2 separate regions of the Mus musculus genome follow, and region 1 is linked to region 2. Evidence: chromatin contacts called from public promoter capture Hi-C data. All regions are on one chromosome and are shown on one strand. The core of a region is the stretch at or near the end of the contact, and the rest is flanking DNA. Distances in the headings are between cores, read along the strand shown. Region 1 overlaps Spop (speckle-type BTB/POZ protein). Region 2 overlaps Kat7 (K(lysine) acetyltransferase 7).

Region 1 (2,700 bases), core at 157-2,656, 190 kb before region 2:
AGTGGTATTTCATATGTGCTATATTTTATAAGTGCTATTTCACCTTAACTACCACCTTACAAAGAGGACTCTTCCACCTTCATCGGCAGTGAAGGGGAAATGCATGTACCTCCATTGCTAACGAGTATTTGTTCTCAGTGTAAGTAACCAGAGAGGATTAACAGAAGCTGAACATTCTCTATGGTCCAAATTATTAAAGAGGAAATTAAAAATATAATTTAAACATGCTTTTTATGTCCTCCCTTTCATTATCAAAGTAAATACTCTCTGTTAAGAAATTTTGGGAGAGCCCTTGCTCTCCTGAGTAAGGCACTCAGCTCCACTGAGGACAGCACAGCAGACAGGAAGTGGGAAATGGAGAGCTGACATGGCTTTGACATTAATTTGCTGTACAATGTTAGGAAAAATTACCTGACCTCCCAAGACACTACTTGTCTCTGTATAACAGACGAAATGACGAAAACAGATCTAACCGAGTTCTAAAGATTGTGATAAGGGATGATTCCAGAAATGCTTAGAAAACATTTCTAAGTATGTTCATTAAACAAAATCAACTTGGAAGAATCGCCATACTTTCTAATAGACAAAAATCACAGAGATCTAAAAGTGAACCCTGTGTGGCACATTACAAACAAGACCACCTACCTGGTACATTCAGTTTACAATCTAATTTAAACATTCAGTCGAAGTAATACCACTGAGATAAAGGCCAAATGCGCACATGTGTGGTTCTCAGTCTTTAACATTAGGATTCCCTTATGACTGCTGGGTGCACCAAGAATCCTTGAAGCAGCTGCACTTAGTGCACATCAGGATAGCACAGAAGTATCTGGGCACAGTCTGAGGGAGCATTGTAGCATAGTGGGTATTTGCAACTAAATTTCCATGTGGACATCCTTTCATAAAAGCCTCTAATTAATTAGGAAATAATTAAAATAGAAAATAAAATATAAACATGAATTAAAATAAACTTGTTTATAAATATTCCCTGATACAGGGGAAAACAGGTCAAAGGAACAGGACTTAAATGGAAAGTGGTTTAGCTGTGAAAAGTGCTAAGAACTTGGATGAATTGCAGACATTTTAAAAACCCACACATCCCATACACACCCCCACGCAACCGTCTTGCAGTGTTGAATGCTACTAAGTCCACAGAGAGCCTTGGAACAGGAATGAGTCTCACTAGGCACAAGACCAAGTACGAGAAGCAACACTCGGCACCTGTGGCCAACTGGGAAGTGTGAGCGGAACAGATGGCACACCTGGTTCTATGGCGAGAAAGCACAGCATCAGCAGAACTCAGCAGACGTTTCCCTGTTCAACATCTCCTCATCTCCAATGTGTCATCTCACTTCCCTTCTAAGTCAGTAAGGCAAATCTAAACTTAACCACAGGATTTCTCCTAAGAGAATTTCATATGGGGAAGTGAGGAGAAAATGCTGGAACTCAGCCTCAGACCTAACCATAGGATAAGAGTAACCAAGTTAAGGGCAGGCCAAACGATTTCCAAGTCACGATGACAATCCAGGGGTTGGAGCAGCTGGGACAGTGTGGGGAAAGAGGAGGCACATGAGAGAAACATGGACCCACTGCAGACCTGCAAATGCTACAATATAAAGTGCAGCACTGCCTGAAACGCCACGGGTAATGTTTAAAGACTCGCATCAGAGACGTTTGAAGGCTAGCTTCCGTTTCCAACAAAATTAGAATTTTCCACAATCTGAAAGTTTTCCTTGAAACACAAGTCTTCAGCACTTAGGAGGCTAGGCAGGAAGATAGTAGTGAGCTTCAGTTCATCCCAGGCTACAGAGAAACCTCCTTTAAACAAACAAACACCCCACAAAACCCTAGGATAGGTAACAGGCAAAGATTGAAGCTGATGCTGTTTATACAACAGCTAACCTCAAACAACGCCATAGAGTTACTCTCGTCGTTCTACTGAGCTAAGTGAGTATGACTTGCAGCTAATAAGACTAACGTGAAACTCACACTTCAAGTTCATTAAACATCAAACAACTGCCACATTTCATATATTTATATAGGTACTGATACGCCACCATTTCACTCAGTTACTTTGCAATTAAAATGGACAGGAATGGCTATCATGAAAACTAAATTTTACCTTTTTAGCGTGCAACGCTTTCTAATCGTTAGCAGTGTTTGTTACCATCCACAAGCCTGTTACTGCCAGCCATGCTTCTTTCACAAAAGGGCAAGATTCCTAAGGGACAAGTTCCTGGACTACACAGGTGTGATATGCCTTTACAAAGTCATTAACTCACAATGTAAGCCTGTTATTTCATGGGCTAGCTGTCAGTTGGGACTCTTGGCCTGCACTCTGCCTCCGGAGTACACTGGTTATTTGTTTCACTCTCAGGAAGCAGTTCCCTGCCTATAAGATATACAGGGACACTAATATTCTAGTTTACGGGATAAAACTTTTACTTATTTACCCAAGTTGCATTTCTAATTGTATGGAAAATGGCATAAATTGGCTCATTGCAATACTCAGTAACCATATTAAAAACCCCCTTTCGATTAGATCTTGGGTCAAGGAATTTTTAGAAGTTTCTCCAAAGGCTCTTAGGCCTCTGGTGAGAGAGACTGACCTCTCAATCTGGTAACAGCTAACTCTCGCCCTCTAAGCTTCAAGTTTCCACAGCTTTCAAATTTCACTTTTCAATTTTGTATGACTCCAGC
Region 2 (2,700 bases), core at 33-2,532:
ATATCATTACCAAGAAGAGATTACATACATATCCTTCAAGGCCTTGAGCGAGTCTTAAGCTCTTACAGGTATTCTTCCAAGACCTTCTCCCACAGTTAGTAAATCTTCTGTATGTATTCTTCTCATGTAGTTTTCCCCAGACGTCGGCCTTTAGTCATAGCTCATCATCAAGGTATCTGTTTCTACAGTTAGATTATAGGTGACTAGCAGAGGAGACACAGTGGTAAGCTTGCCTTGAGAGCTGAATCTGAATCTATTAGCTGTGTTGTCCTGGGGCAGCCAGCTGGTAAACTACATTTCTTTGTTCTATGAAGGAGTGGAGAATGCCCACCTGTCCGGGTAGTTATCTAACGCATATGTAATAAATGCATAGCCTCAGTGCTTGACAGGCAAAAGCAGTGTGTAATTGATGCTTTTTTGTTTGTTTGTTTGTTTGTTTGTTTTTGGAGACAGGGTTTCTCTGTGTAGCCCTGGCTATCCTGGAACTCACTCTGTAGACCAGAGATCCACCTGCCTCTGCCTCCCGAGTATTGGGATTAAAGTCATATGCCACCACCACCCACCAATTTTTGTTTTTTAATGGGAATCTTGTTATACAGCCCTTAAAGGTCTGGCCTGGGATTTATAGCCATTCTTCTGCTTCTGTTGGGATTATAAACAAGAGTCACAATGCTCCTCCCTCCTCCATTATGACTTTTGCTCTTTCATATTGATAAAAATAAGTTCACATTCCTGAAAGGGCAGTAAGAACTGTTTTGGATATGTGGCTGCACTGTTTCTGTACTGTTACGCTCAGTATGGTAGCCATGCTTATAATTCTATCATTCTAGAAACTGAGAAAGGAGGATTGTCAGCCAGGGCTATATAGAGAAGACCCGTTCTCTTTCTCTGTATCTTTTAAAAAAGACATGGCAGTTTGGATTCGTAATCTCAACACTTGGGAGGTAGAAGCAAGGTCAGAAGTTCCAGGTTTGAGGCCAGCTTGGGTTATAGGAGAGCATGTCTTTTTTAAAAAAAGTTTAAACAATTGGTATTTTGAAAGGTGATGAGTTTTCTAGCTAGATGCTCAGTTGTGTTTTTCTTTCAGGCACCAACAGAGAGACAGCTGCGGTATAAGGAAAAGGTGGCTGAACTCAGGAAGAAAAGAAATTCTGGACTGAGCAAAGAGCAGAAGGAGAAATACATGGTAAGGAAAAATCCAAGACTGAACTCCCCCTGACTGTGACTCAGATCTGAGCTTCTGCTGTCAGATCATAGCTGTTTACTCAGGAGAGCATCCAGTGAACTGTGGGGCTCTCTTCAGTCGCCTAGCACCCTCCCACAGCTGAAGTAGACTTCCGTCCGCTAGGTCTAGGGATGCAGCGCAGTTGGTAGGATCCCTTCACTATCATTTTAAATAATTACTTTAAGGGGGCCTGATGGTGCTGCTCTGTAATCTCTGCTACTCTGAAGGCTAAGGCGAGAGGATGATGAGATCCAGGCCTACCAGACTACCAAGCGTTGTCCAGGTCAGCCTCGGCAACTTAGCAGGACCCTGTTTCCAAATGAAAACTAAACTCCCAGTCATATGCATCAGTAGTAGCATGTGCAAAGGGGCTAGGGTCAATCTGCAGTACTGGGGCAGGGAGACAGATTTGCTCTTAGAACAAATACGATGACATTAGAAATGGCTTCTTAAGACATTCAGGGGCTCAGGATATAGATGAACATCCGAGAACTAACTTTGAATATAATATACATTTCACAATAATAAGGAAAAGTTAGGAATAGAATACAGAAGATAAAATTAATCTGCCTTAAAATAGCCAAAATTAGAATTTTATCAAGTTTTTAGCTGTTTATTTTAACTACGTAAGTTACCTTTTTGGGAAGGTGGAGAGATGGCTCAGAAGTTAAGAATTCTGGCTGCTTTTCTTGAGGACCCAGGTTCAATACCCAGCATCCACCTGGCAGCTCACAACTGTCTTTAACGCCAGTTCCAAGGGTCTGACACACATAGATATACATTCAGACAAAACACCAGTGCACATCTTTTTTTTTTTTTAAGAATCATCATTTGTCATTTTCTTCACTATACCACATCACCTATTTGTCTGTCTTCCCATTTAAAGATCTTGAATTACTGTCCTTATATTAAAATCCTCAAACCTTTTATGCATAAAATACAGCTTTTTATGTAAATAATTACTTTTACTAGAAGTGTATTAGTACATGTTTTCTACTGAAATGTAGCCAGACATGGTGGTCTGTGCCTGGAGGCCACCCTGGGCAGCATTGCAAAGCCCTGTTTCAAAAACAAAACAGAAAAAGTAAAGTCAGAAGTGGTGACTCACACCTGCAGGCCAGGAGTTTAAGGCCAGCTTGAGCCACAAAGTAAGAAACCTAAGCCATCTGGACTACAGAATTAGACCCTGTCATGAAAAAAAAAGGACTTTTTTTTTTTTTTTTCTGAGACAGGGTTTCTCTGTGTAGCCCTGGCTGTCCTGGAACTCACTCTGTAGACCAGGCTGGCCTCGAACACAGAAATCCGCCTGCCTCTGCCTCCCAAGTGCTGAGATTAAAGGCGTGCACCACCACTGCCCGGCTATTTGAGTCTTTGCTAATTTAAAAAGCGCTAGATAGAAATTTTTCTTGTTGCTTACATTTTGCCTTTTTTTTTTTTAAGATTTATTTATTATTATATGTAAGTACACTGTAGTT

The links. Capture Hi-C pulls out chosen DNA fragments and counts their contacts.
Region 1: a promoter capture Hi-C map of pancreatic islet shows a contact between it and region 2. The contact joins two enhancer-like sites. A contact is called at or near these places in 1 of 15 datasets of contacts at CTCF or cohesin (the NIH/3T3 cell line), 3 of 484 Hi-C or Micro-C datasets (cranial neural crest, granulocyte-monocyte progenitors and nephron progenitors) and 3 of 9 other capture datasets (adipose tissue, liver and pancreatic islet).

The regions. Positions count from the first base shown.
Region 1 is chr11:95,475,082-95,477,781 of GRCm38.p6, reverse strand. The region is part of intron 5 of Spop (speckle-type BTB/POZ protein); the gene reads right to left. Among named protein-coding and RNA genes, the nearest start is that of Nxph3, 38 kb to the left of the region's middle. Within about 2 kb of position 1,406, at least 9 of the 459 cell types and tissues checked have an H3K27ac peak or open chromatin away from gene starts, as enhancers often do. A contact at or near this core is called in pancreatic islet, where this site is marked.
Region 2 is chr11:95,288,258-95,290,957 of GRCm38.p6, reverse strand. Kat7 (K(lysine) acetyltransferase 7) reads left to right here. Exons shown (of 15, transcript NM_001195003.1): 7 at 1,088-1,186. Among named protein-coding and RNA genes, the nearest start is that of Kat7, 21 kb to the left of the region's middle. Within about 2 kb of position 1,282, at least 2 of the 459 cell types and tissues checked have an H3K27ac peak or open chromatin away from gene starts, as enhancers often do. A contact at or near this core is called in pancreatic islet, where this site is marked.